2 separate regions of the Hordeum vulgare genome follow, and region 1 is linked to region 2. A link is a contact called in public Hi-C data. All regions are on one chromosome and are shown on one strand. Each heading gives the region's core, a stretch centred on a gene start, on an enhancer-like site or on the middle of the called end of the contact. The rest is flanking DNA. Distances are from core to core; before and after follow the strand shown.

Region 1 (5,990 bases), core at 3,048-5,547, 390 kb before region 2:
CATTACGACGATGCCGTGGTCAATAATTGGCTACCATGAGACCCTTGAAGTTGATGCGGTTCTCCTTGGGCCCGTGCTTGTTGCCGTCGAAGATCTTCTCCGATAGCTGCGGAACGTAATGCCCTGACAAGAACGTACGCCACCCGTCAGTGTCAAGTTTCAGTTGCGTGCTCTGACCGAACTGCAAGAGCGTTGAAATGCTGCGTCTACTACGCTCACGTACCGGCGTAGCTCTCGCCTGCGATGTAGAACTCGTGGTGCTTGTACTGCGGGAACCGCTTGAACCAGTTGAGCAGGAAGACGTAGGCGTCAGCGGCTGTGCGGGCATGATATATAATCCAGTCAGAAATTCAGGATCGTTGTTTGCTGCTCTGGAGGGGATTCTCAGAGGATTGTTATTATCTACCGGTGATCTTGTCACCAAGCTTGCCCAGGTCGGAGCTTGTGTTGGTGTAGGAGAAGCCGACGCCCACCGGGGACTCCAAGAACATCAGATTGGCCTCTGCGCTTTTCAGCGAGACATATAGAACAACATATAAATATCGACAGAGTACAGTTTGCCACTTATTTAATTTTGCTATTAAGCTGGGGGAAAAAGGTGGTGCGTGCCTTTGTTCCACGAGTAGGGGTTCCATTTCAGCTCCGGCTTGCCCTTCTGGACCAAGAAGGGCCCTAGCTCCTCTGCCTCTCCATACCCGATGGACGAACAGCCCGGCCCTGCCATGCAACAGACAAGAGCGTCCTCTGTCACTGGCTCGTGACTTGTCAGAAACTAAGGATAAAAGGAAGAAGATATATTCCTCCAACTCAAAAACTAAGTACTCCATGTACTACATCCGAGTACGTAGAGTAGACGGTAGCCGCCCGGCTAGCTAGCTAGGTATGGACCGGCGGGAAGGAAGACGTTTCGCGTTTGTGGTCGATCGCTCGACCGCGGTGCGGCCCTTCTCGTGGCCTGCCGTCGTTCATATCCTTGCCCCGCTTCGATTCCGTGGGCGCATTCGTGCAAGGTGCGCCTTGCGGACGGTGGTCCAGGCGCACGCTGCACTCGCCTCACGCCGTCACGCGCGCAGACTAAGGCGCATGCATTGCATGGTCACGGTCCCCTGCTCCTGCTCCTGCTCGCCAAGAGCGCGCGCCAACAGTCTGCTTCCGATCCCTCTTGGCGGTGTACTGTATGTATGTGTATGCCCTCTAGCTAGCTACCTACTGTAGATTGTTCACGATCCCATCGAGCTTGATGGCTACGTGTGGTACGGTTCCACAATCCATACAATCAAAACAAAAGGTGCCGGGCAACCTTTCTATCCTACTACTCCTAGATCGGTTCCATGCATGCATCATGGATGAGATGCTTTGCTCCAACTTGATAATGCGGTAGTGTATGTATATGCGCATATCGCTGTACCGTATCGGGATGGCCGGCTGTCCAGGGGCGTGCGTGCGTTAGGTAATTATAAAGCAGCTGGATCGAATCAAACAGACTCAAACATCACGACCGTACCCAAAACCCACAGCGATCGTCCGTTATAGGTGCGTGCATGGTTGTTAAATTTTATATTCTGAATGAATGAAAGCTATGGGTTGCAAAAGTGAATCATCGGCTTCCTATAAGTGCAGTGCGGAGTGCGGACAAGGAAGAAACAGTGGAATGGCCGGCGATAAGTGTCCGTCCACCCAACAAACACAGATAAAATCGACGCTCAACATGCATGATTTCTTTCATATTTTTTTTAAACTTAAAACCATATTTGAAATTTCAGGTTTAATTACCTATCCCGATGGGAATTACGCCAAGTGCCCCACACGATATCGCGTGTTATACAAGCTCCATTGGCTGCATGGATCCTCCTTAATTTGCTGCCAGAGATAAGCTGCCGTCCGTGTTGACCAGGGCTAGCTGTAGCTAGCGTGCCGCCCCGGGCCGTCCTTGTGGAACGTACGTGCACACGGGACCAGCAGCTAGCTACCTACTGTGCCGTCGTAGATCATACACACCCGCCGGTCACGCACCACCGGCAGCACATGGTAGTACGTATCTAGGGAGCGTGCATGACAACACATTGCTCTTGTGGACAGCAACTATATCGGCCGGACAGCGTGTGGCCCTCGTCGGCTTGTTCTGTGCTGCAGCTTGACCGTAGAATTGGCTAGCTTCGGATCGAAAAGGATATGACGGGGGGCGTCTCACTTAATTTCTACATTTGTTTACAGAGCATCTACTAAACTTCAAAATAGACCAGGCATGGCCGTCTTATGTAAATAGTTTGGTACTGTATATAATTAATCGTATATAAAGATAGAAAATTCAAAAAACATGTTGATAAGCACGACCTAATCTATATGAACCATCAACTAAGCTCCAAACTTTGCTCGGACAAGATAGGTTTATGTAGATAGTTTAGTACGGAGTATAGCTAGTACATTATATTTCACAGTACGGCAAATTAACGATTTGAGAATAATAAAAACCTACCATATTATTTTCTTTTATTTTCTTCAGGGAAAATACCTATCATTTTCATGTGTCTATTCATATCATGTCAGTATGTGTCAAGGACCAAAATTTAGGAAGTTTGACTGTGTTTCCCTTACAACATTATCATGACCGTGTGTATTTAGAATCATTATGACCATGCTTGGCACTTAATATAGCGTATGGTAATTAATCTCGTTAGGCTAAATCATCTAATTTCAAATATTTTGGTGTTTGCTACTATACGGCTTGATCTAAAAAAATGGTTTGAAATTTGCGTCGTGTCAAACAGAAAGGGTATGGCCAACCATGTCGTATGTTACCTTGTAGTCCCTCGGTAAATAAAAGCATTTAGATCATAAAAATAGTGATCTAAACACTCATATATATTTTTTTATAAAGGAAGTACTATAGAGTCAATCTCTGTTTCTAAATATAAGTTTTTTTAAAAATTTACTACGAACTATATACATAGAAAATGAGTTAATCTACACGCTAAATATGTTTATATACATCCGTATGTAGTCCGCAGTGAAATCTTTAAAATAACTTATACTATTCAGAGCAGCTTACAAAATTAGCTCAATACGGTTTAATTCATCAATAACTGCTATGCACATAATAGGATTTGCCAAAATTGGTCAAGCCTTTCACACCGTCGATTCAATTAAGCCTAGTTGTGTATTTGTGGTTAATTTGTACTAACTCTGTTTCTAAATATAAGACGTTTTGGCAGGATGTAGCTTTCACTCTCTACATTTCCATTGTCGAACAACCACCCTGATCACTTAAAATGTCACGCCTTTGGACTTAAAAAAAAAGCATTTTTATTTTAAGCTTAAAAAAAAGCCTTTCAAAAGCTTAGAATGTCGCTATTAAATGGGCACAGCGCAGATAGTAGTACTCATACACGTACCGTGGACTGATATTCAGAGCATGTTCTCGATTGCATGCGAACGCAGTTCACTCGTACGGGTACGGCCAATGCATCTCTACTGTGGACAACGCAGCATACGTACTAACCACCCACTCCCGTTCTTAATTTTCGGAAGATTCCCCGCTCACAAAATCAATGTGTTCATCCGGAACGCGGAAGAAGAAGGAACGTCCGCCTCAATCAATTATCAGCGGCGACAGAATTCAAGCGACCCAAACCGAGCCCATCCCCATCCCCGATTTCCCATCTACTCCTGCTCCTACTTGCAGCAGTATTAAACGCGCACGACGGGCATGCCGTCGCGAGGAATTATTAATGGTGGACTGGTGGTTACGTAGTAGAAGTACGTACCTCCGTTGAGCCAGAGCACGAGCGGCTTCTTGGCGGCGCCGGCGGTGGCCTCGAAGAACCAGTAGAAGAGCGCGCGGCCGTGCGCCTCGTCCACGGTCACGTACCCGGCGTACTGCGCGAACTTCACGGCCGGCTGCCCCGGCAGCCGCCCCACGCGGTCCGCCGCCTGCTGCCGCGCGGCCTCCGCGTCGGGCGCGCCGCCGCCGCCACGGACGGCGCCGCAGAGCAGGAGGAAGGCGAGGCCGAGGAAGCAGCCGACGGCGGAGGGCGTGGCCATTGCTGCTCTTTGTTTTTGGTTTCTAGCGCGCTAGCTGCTGCTGCTGCTGCGTCGTCGCATAGCTCCCGGGGCGGGCTGTATATATAGGGAGAGGAGGACAGCTCGCTGATTAATGGCGGGAGCGTGCTGTCGTCGCGTCATGATTGTCTGTAATGAAGGAGTAATTCAATTGCCGCCTTATTAAGATACGGGCATTAACCATCGAGTACTGATCAAATGCGATGAGATGATGGATTCCTTGTGAGGAGCTGATCCGACGCCATTCAGATTACTAGAGCGTTTTAAAGAAATATCTGACTCGCACGAACGGATGCTCCCATTTTTGGAATGCTACAGCCGTGGAGGAAAGGTGGATTTTGATGGGCGGGGAATATTGACTACTCCGGAGGAGTATATTTTTACTCATCTACTCCATTACTGCACAATATTTTACGAGTACTCATTAATGTTCGTTAATATAATACATATCTTAAAATCAAATTCCTCAGGTTTTCCGATTTAAGAAGGTAATTTCTCATTTAACACGTTAAGAGAATGTTTGAATACGTTTTAGTCCCATGACTAAAAGTAATGGGATTAAAATTTGCTAGCCTCACCCATGCTTGGATCCAAATACTAAAGAGACTAAAATCAAGTTAATGAGCATTTATTATCCTCCAAACCCTTCAATCCAAAACTCTCCTCTCTTAAAGGAGAGGAGTTAAATAAGGAAATAGAGGACTAATCCACATTTTAGTAGGGGTATCCTTGACTACAAAAATTTAGTCTCAAGACTAGTTTTAGCCCCTCTTTAGTCACGGGTGCTTGAACTTTAGCCTCTTAAAAGAGACTATTTTTAATCAGACTAAAATAAGCCCCTTGGATCCAAGCACCCTCTAATCATGTTAGTTTGTTAGTCTCTTCCCCTCTCTCTCTCTCTCTTGTTGTTGATAGGGCTAGACTATGTGCTCAATGATCGTCAACAAACGGATGTCAGAACATGTGGATTTTGATGGGCGGGGAATATTGACTAGTATCCGGAGGAGTATATTTTTACTCATTTACTCCATTTACTACACAATATTTCACGAATACTCATTAATGTTCATTAATACGTCTTAAGATCAGATTTCTTAGGTGGTGTTTCAGAGAAACTAGACTAAAAAAATCTCATTTAGTCCCTAGGTAAAGAAACAGGAAGGACTTTTTGTAAGAGACTAGAAAAAGATTCTACTGGAGGAACTTTTTTCTTTAGTCCCTGGGACTAAAAAAAAGTCTAGTCCCTTGAAAAGAAACACCATCTTAGGTTTTTCTATTTGAGAAGGTAATTTCTCATTTAACACGGTACAACCTAACACATTAATCATGTTAGTTTGTTAGTTTCTCCCCCTATGTATTTGTGTTTTGTTGTTGATAGGGCTAGACTGTGTGCTCAATGACCGTCAACAAACCGATGTCAGAACCTCTCCAAATTTGGAATTTTCAGATTGTTAATCTTAATTGCTTGCTCTCAATTGCACACATGTATTAGACCTTTATGGTTAGGCTGACCATATCTTCAACATCGCTAATACCCTTGCACCATCTAGTGTCTGGTGTAATCGGGCTGTCAAGGTCGATTTCTGTCCATATTGGAGAAGTACCTCTCATCAAAAGATCGGGAGAACATTGTGGATATCATGACATGTTGGGAAACTTGTCAAATGAGCACCCGATGTTAAAAACAGTAAATTATAAAACATATTACTCCTTAATAGAGTAGCTTGTGAAGATTTTATTGAATGGTGATAAGAAAGTATTTGTGAAGCAGAAAATTGTTGCACTTAAAAAGACCGTAAAATCCTGTCGTCCGCTTGTCTTTCGTTCAACCTTACATTCCCCCTCCCTCTTTTTATTTTGATTTTTTTTTCATCTTTGGTAGTATTTTCTACCCATTTTGCACCACCTCTTATTGACTTATCAAATAGAAT
Region 2 (6,408 bases), core at 2,125-4,624:
ATATAGGGTTAGTTAGTTAGTTTATGATTCCTGCGTTAGTATGGTTGGTTAGATTAGTTGGTTTGAGGGTTTTTCATATTAGATTTGTGCTTGCTACGCCAATTGATATCCCCTCAGCAACTATATAATCAATCAGTTAGAAATATTTGGAATTGGATTGTTACAATTGATTTCATTAGTTCACATGGCTAGATTTGGCACTCCATATCCATTTACACTCATGTTTGGCACATATTTCTATATCATGCTTTACTTTATCAAAAATTCGAGCATTGATCTTGTGTAGATTTGGTTGTTATAGAAAAGGAATGCATTAATTTATAGGTTCCCTAATTTATACATACCTATCAATTTATTTCCACTACACTTCTTCAGCATATTTGGAGCTTTGCTTCATTATCCAAAATCAAAATGTTTAGGTAGATTTAAATTTTTATTCTCTGTAAGTTTCCTCTAATTATAAAGTTCTCCACCATATATAGTTTTATTAGCTTTGTTATGAAATCTGTGCACATGCCTATGCAAAATGAAAATGGGTTAATATTATGGATAATATGTTCAATATGAATTTCGTGTATATTTGAATTTTTTGTTCGTTTTCTGTAATTAATAATAATGGATGTACTTTTATACTGCGGGAGGAGGACCATGTGGGCAACAAGAGGAAGTTGGGCATGCCTGAGTTCAAGGACCGCTATGATCCTGACTATGTTGCCGACAACGTCCGAGGTAAAGCCTACTTGAAATTTTGTTTTTTTACTGCATGATGAATGTGACTTTTGTGTATATTTATTTTACTATATGAATGCAACCCATTTTTATGTGCAATATAACTCTGGAGATGATGTGGACGACGGGAACATCGACTTCTTCGTATCGAATGAAGTACAGAAGAACTTGTGAATGATTGCCTGCTACAAGAGAAAAGAAGTTTTGGTGCCCTTATTGTACCACTAAGCCAAAGCCCAAGGATGGACTCTTTGAGCACCTTGTGTCTCATGCACGGGATGCATCGAAGATTGGGGAGGATGACAAGATCAGGGCACAACATGCATCCCTCTAGAAGGCTTTGACTCCCATTTAGTAGCCCTTGTCATCTTGATCATCTAATGTTTTACTTTTGTTAAAGTCCAGGTGGTTGTGAATGGTTGGAAGATCGTATATTTTTATAATGTGGTATGTGAATTGTTGGAAGATTGTATATTTTTGTAACGGTATGTGAAATGTTGGAGTTTATTTGTGGTTTATATTATCTTGTTGCAGCCAGAACCAAGGATGAAGCCAACTACACTATATTGTCGATAGATGCCTGCCCCACGATGGGCTCCAAGTGTCGTGGACATAACCCTGATAATACTAGGGTTAGTAATGTAGAGGCAATCGTATCTATTGAACGGTGTGAGTGGGAGTATGTTCAAGAAATTATACAAGTTTGGGCCCTTTGTGGTGGAGGTAATACCCTACTCATGTGGTGCTCTTGCTCTTGACGTAAGGTACAATGTGTGGATGCTCAACCCTTAGCCCGAAGCTCCCCTCGGCTTATATAGAGTACGCTAGGAGGGGTACATAATGTGCTAGTATTAATGTTGTTAATGGTCTCAGGCCTGGATGACTGCTTCACGGTATTAATTTGTTACTTTACTAGTTGTAACTGGCGTATTTAACAATATTATACCATCGTTGGGTAATTGTCATCATTAAGACATCATGGGTGAGAAGTATCCTCGGTAGCCGTTGACTCATGGTTTAGCCGGCTGCTCCCTTTGTCTCCCTTGCTGACTGCTAGTCCTTGGCCATCGGGCGGCTCAGTGTCCGATCGTATGGACTTAGTGCGGTCCTGAACCACCCTTCTTATCCTTGATGGTTTAATGACGATTCCCCATGGCCCATGGTCTTCTCGGTCATATCTTGGTTGGGTCGTGGGCCTTTGGTGGGTCATCTACATACTTACGCCTACCCCGTATATATAACCTCCACACCACATAAATTATTTCAACTTACTCGAAGGTAGTTTGACATTTATTTATAAAATATCTGCATTTATCGGATAAATGGTGGTTGCATTGCGGACGGTAGCTAGTGCCATGCTAAAAATGGGAAACAATCTGAACAAGTCTCAAATGTCAGAAAAAGAATGTGTCAAAGATTTGGTGTGAGTCTGACACTAGAACATTGAAAGGAAGATGGGTTTTGTTTTTCACCATTTAACAAAATGACAAAAACAAAATATTCAAATTAATCATTTGATTAATCCAATATGACTTATGAGATACACATGATCACAAAGAACTAATAGGCAACTGATAGCTAGGGTATTATTCCTAGGGTGTTAATTTGCTTTTCCTATTTAATCAAAAAATTGGAAAGGAGTTACATATATCATAATAGTTCAACAGAAGTACAAAACAAGCCAAACATAATAAAAATTATATCAAGGTCCCTAAACCGCAGAACGACTAATGTCGCCGTCAGAACGAGCCGCGAGCACCCCTATGTCGCCGCTCCCATACCGGAGCTGTCTGACCTTGCCGATGACAGTCGAAAAGTCTTCATGCACACGCTCGTGAGAGCAACACCATGGAATTGTAGTCATTATTGTTGAGTCCTTGTATCAATCTCACACTAAAGCTCGAAACGCTAACATTGTCATCCTCATGAAGAGATGAACTAACGCAGTAGCTTCTTGTAATCTGTCCTTGAACAAACTTGAGAAGGATCGAAGCACGAAAGACCAGCTCGAATAAGAAGCGTCGTCATCCGTCTAAGCATCGAGATTTGAGGGCTAAAACCCTAACATGTCTACTAGCCGGAGCGGAGGCACCGAGATTTCTCGCTACTTGCGGTAAATTTTGGTGTTTTAACTCGTTTACGAAAGTTAAGCCAGATCTGACCCCGGTTTAAAAAAAATGAGGATCTAACACTTTTTCTACCGCCGAGGTATATGACGGTAGGGTATAACGACCTACCGCAAAGGTCCATGGCGGTAGGGTGACAAGAGAGATAAACGGCCGTAGGAAATTGCTCACGTGGATGAAGAGCCTAATGCCAGACACGACAGCGGTAGGTTTTTATACTCTACCGCCATCCATGGATTATAATTGTTCGAACAATACCCTTGAGGTCGATGGCGGTAGGGTATAACAATTATCGTTGAAAACCCTGACAGTAAATCCACGTCAGCGTAACTAAACGCTTGTTGCCTCTGCCGTCGACCCTACCGAGTAAGCTGTTATACGCCACATCATCAGGCCCGGCAATAGAAAAAATATCATATTCTAAAATTTTATCAAACCAGGGTTTGATTGGACTGAATTTTCGCAAAAGGGTGAGAACACCATAATTAACCGCGAGTGGCCACGACAGCAGCAGACAGAAGAAGGCTTTGTCCAATTGCCTGGCGAGTGGGGAAAGAAAGACGTGGTCCCTATCTAGTCAACCTGACGTGTTCTTGATTCCTCACAGCTTATTCTAATGCGAGGAGCGGTGTAGCTCTAGCTAGTCAGATTCCAGCAATAATTTGGCTGTGGCTCGCCTGCGGTTGCTGATTCTGCATAGCATTCAAGCCATGACGAGCACATAAAGTACCCATTTCCACAGCCACTCGCCGTTCTGCTGAATTGTTCGGGGCACCATGAGGCGAAATAGTATCTTGCTTGTTTGCTTTAGTCTACGCCCCTATGACGGTCTCAAGGAAATATTGCCCAGCCGTCGTGGTTGTTGATTTCATACACTATTGTTCCCTGGAAAAGGAAAGAACCAGCTCTGAGATTCCAAGATTATTTTTTCCTAATTCTTTACGTCCTCGCCTCGGTCTCTGAGTTCATAAGAAACTCGAGATATCTAAGTAAGTACCTTTAGTTTCATGAGGTGGGTATCCTTGTTTCTGTAACTGATTCGAAACATCCGATGACTTTTCAGGATACCGCGGTGCCCGGTACCAGCTTCGCTTTCGATCCAAGATATAAAAGAAAATTTGGGGAAAGGAGCAACTTTGAAGCTACCCTGGCGGAAGAATCGACTGAAAGGTTAGTCTGTTTCCATTTCTCCAAAGTGATTACATCAGCTTTATGCTCTTCCCCTTTGTTAATTTGGATCGAAGTCTTTGCTCTCATGATTGGAGATCGCAATACATGGATCACACTGATAACGCTGGCTCCCAATTCATTCTCAGTGGCAGGGTGAAGGATCCACTCACTGACGGGGAAAGATGCGGCCTTACTTTGATCCGGAGTATGAGAACTTCAATCAGCGCATCAACCCTCCTCGGTCGGTCTCTAATTAAGCTGCAGAATTTGATCGGTTTTGTTCATTGTCCGGTTCATATGCCTTCACTTGCTATGCTAGAAATCCTGCTAATTTCTGCTCTTGAGTCTTGACACGATGAAACTTCTGCAGGGTCTGCATCGACAACAACACATGCCGCGACTGCACCCTAGTGAAGGTAAGGATCATCTGAAGCCATCCTGTTCAGAGGCAAGAGACAGACAGAGAACATTTCACTCCCGGGGATCATTTCATTTCAAAATCCAAATTTGCGTACGCAGCTCTATCTGCCTCATGATCAGTTAATTTGTCTGTTTCAGGTGGACAGCATGAACAAGAATGGCATTCTGCTGGAGGTGGTGCAGGTCCTGAGCGATCTTGACCTCACCATCTTGAAAGCGTACATCACCTCGGATGGCGGATGGTTCATGGACGGTAAGGCGCCCTGTGCTATGCATCACCACTCCAACTTAAGTTGTTACACGGCCTTGCAATTTGAGCTGTATATTGCGACTAAACGATGCAGTGTTCCATGTGCTGGATAAGCAAGGGCACAAGGTGACCGATGAGAAGACCATTCAGTACATCGAGAAGGTTTGCAACTTCCAATAACCATCCGTTTTAACTCTTAATTTGAGACATTAGATTACTTTGGTGAAATCTCTGTTAGTATAATTAGTTTTCCATAAAGAAGCTGAGATTATTACTCTGAAACTGAATGGGAGCTGAATTGTTGCTTGTTGACAGGCCTTAGGACCGGGCAGCAACATACCCGGCGCGACCAAGGGCAGCAATTCGCCTGGGAGATCAGTCGGGATGCACTCGATCGGCGACCACACCGCCATCGAGCTCAAGGGGGCCGACAGGACGGGCCTTCTCTCGGAGATCTTTGCCGTCCTGGCGGAGCTCCAGTGCAACGTCATGGCAGCCGAGGTCTGGACGCACAGGACGAGGGTGGCCTGCGTGGTGTACGTCAACGACGTGTCCTCGGGCCAGGCGATCGAAGACGCGTGCCGTTTGGCCGGGATCGAGGAGCGACTGAGGCACGTGCTCCGCGGGCACGGCCGCGGAAACGACGACGACGGCGACGGCGGCGGCCGCGGAGCGCACACCAACTTCTCCGCCGGCTCCACCCACGTGGACCGCCGGCTGCACCAGCTGATGCACGCCGACATGGACTTGGGCGGCGACGGTGCGCCGCAGGGCCATCCTGCCGACGACGACGGCGCGGCGGTGACCGTGGAGCACTGCGAGGAGAAGGACTACTCGGTGGTGAACGTGAGGTGCAGGGACCGGCCCAAGCTGCTGTTCGACATCGTCTGCACGCTGACGGACATGCAGTACGTCGTCTTCCACGCCGCCGTCACCTCCGAGGGCATCTACGGCGTCCAGGAGCTGTACATTCGTCGCAAGGACGGGCGCACGCTGCTGAAGGACGAAGCAGAGAAGGTGACCAAGTGCCTCGAAGCGGCCATCTCCAGAAGAGTGTCCGAGGTAGGTGGTGGTACAGCAACAGAATTCGGTTCAATTTTCCGGTCGACGGCGCGCTGTTTCTGACTGACGCCGGCACGGGCTACATTGCAGGGGTTCACGCTCGAGCTCTGCGGGAGGGACAGGGTGGGGCTGCTGTCGGACGTGACGAGGGTTCTCCGGGAGCACGGCCTGACGGTGACGAGGGCCGACGTGACGACGGTGGGGGAGCAGGCCATGAACGTATTCTACGTGCGCGACGCGTCGGGGCAGCCGGTGGACATGAAGACCATCGAGGGCCTCCGGGGACAGGTCGGCCAGACCGTCATGCTCAACGTCAAGAAGGTGCCCGATGGCAAGGCACCGGAGAAGACTGGTGGCAGCATGGCCAAGACCAGCTTCTTCTCCTTCGGCGGCCTCTTCGCCAAACTAGGGGCATAATTTCAGCCGTTGCCCGTTGGCCCTTCCCGTCGTACAAATTGTTGTAAAATGGCCCCAATTGGAGTAGTCCGTATGGCAGCTCTTGGTGTATTTTCTCCAACAAGTTTCCCCATTTTCTTTGAATTTTAACGGAGAAAAACATCGACCCGCTTTATATGTAAAACAACACGGTCGAATCGATACAAAATGATAAGGAAAATCTCTTAGAAAGCAGATCAAAGATAATACCAGATT

What was found. A called contact is a pair of places that touch in the nucleus more often than the background predicts.
Region 1: a contact with region 2 is called in a Hi-C map of leaf, with 4 times the contacts expected there. The contact joins the promoter of LOC123403221 here to the promoter of LOC123403818 in region 2. A contact is called at or near these places in 2 of 6 Hi-C or Micro-C datasets (leaf and seedling).

The regions. Positions count from the first base shown.
Region 1 is chr6H:386,171,415-386,177,404 of MorexV3_pseudomolecules_assembly, reverse strand. LOC123403221 (serine carboxypeptidase-like 34) reads right to left here and starts at 4,297. Exons shown (of 8, transcript XM_045097170.1): 1 at 3,765-4,297; 2 at 610-717; 3 at 407-502; 4 at 224-316; 5 at 35-123. The coding sequence starts at 4,041.
Region 2 is chr6H:385,784,756-385,791,163 of MorexV3_pseudomolecules_assembly, reverse strand. LOC123403818 (ACT domain-containing protein ACR3) reads left to right here and starts at 3,374. Exons shown (of 8, transcript XM_045097735.1): 1 at 3,374-3,844; 2 at 3,919-4,025; 3 at 4,172-4,266; 4 at 4,396-4,441; 5 at 4,584-4,698; 6 at 4,790-4,857; 7 at 5,011-5,757; 8 at 5,848-6,387. The coding sequence starts at 4,208. The coding sequence ends at 6,174.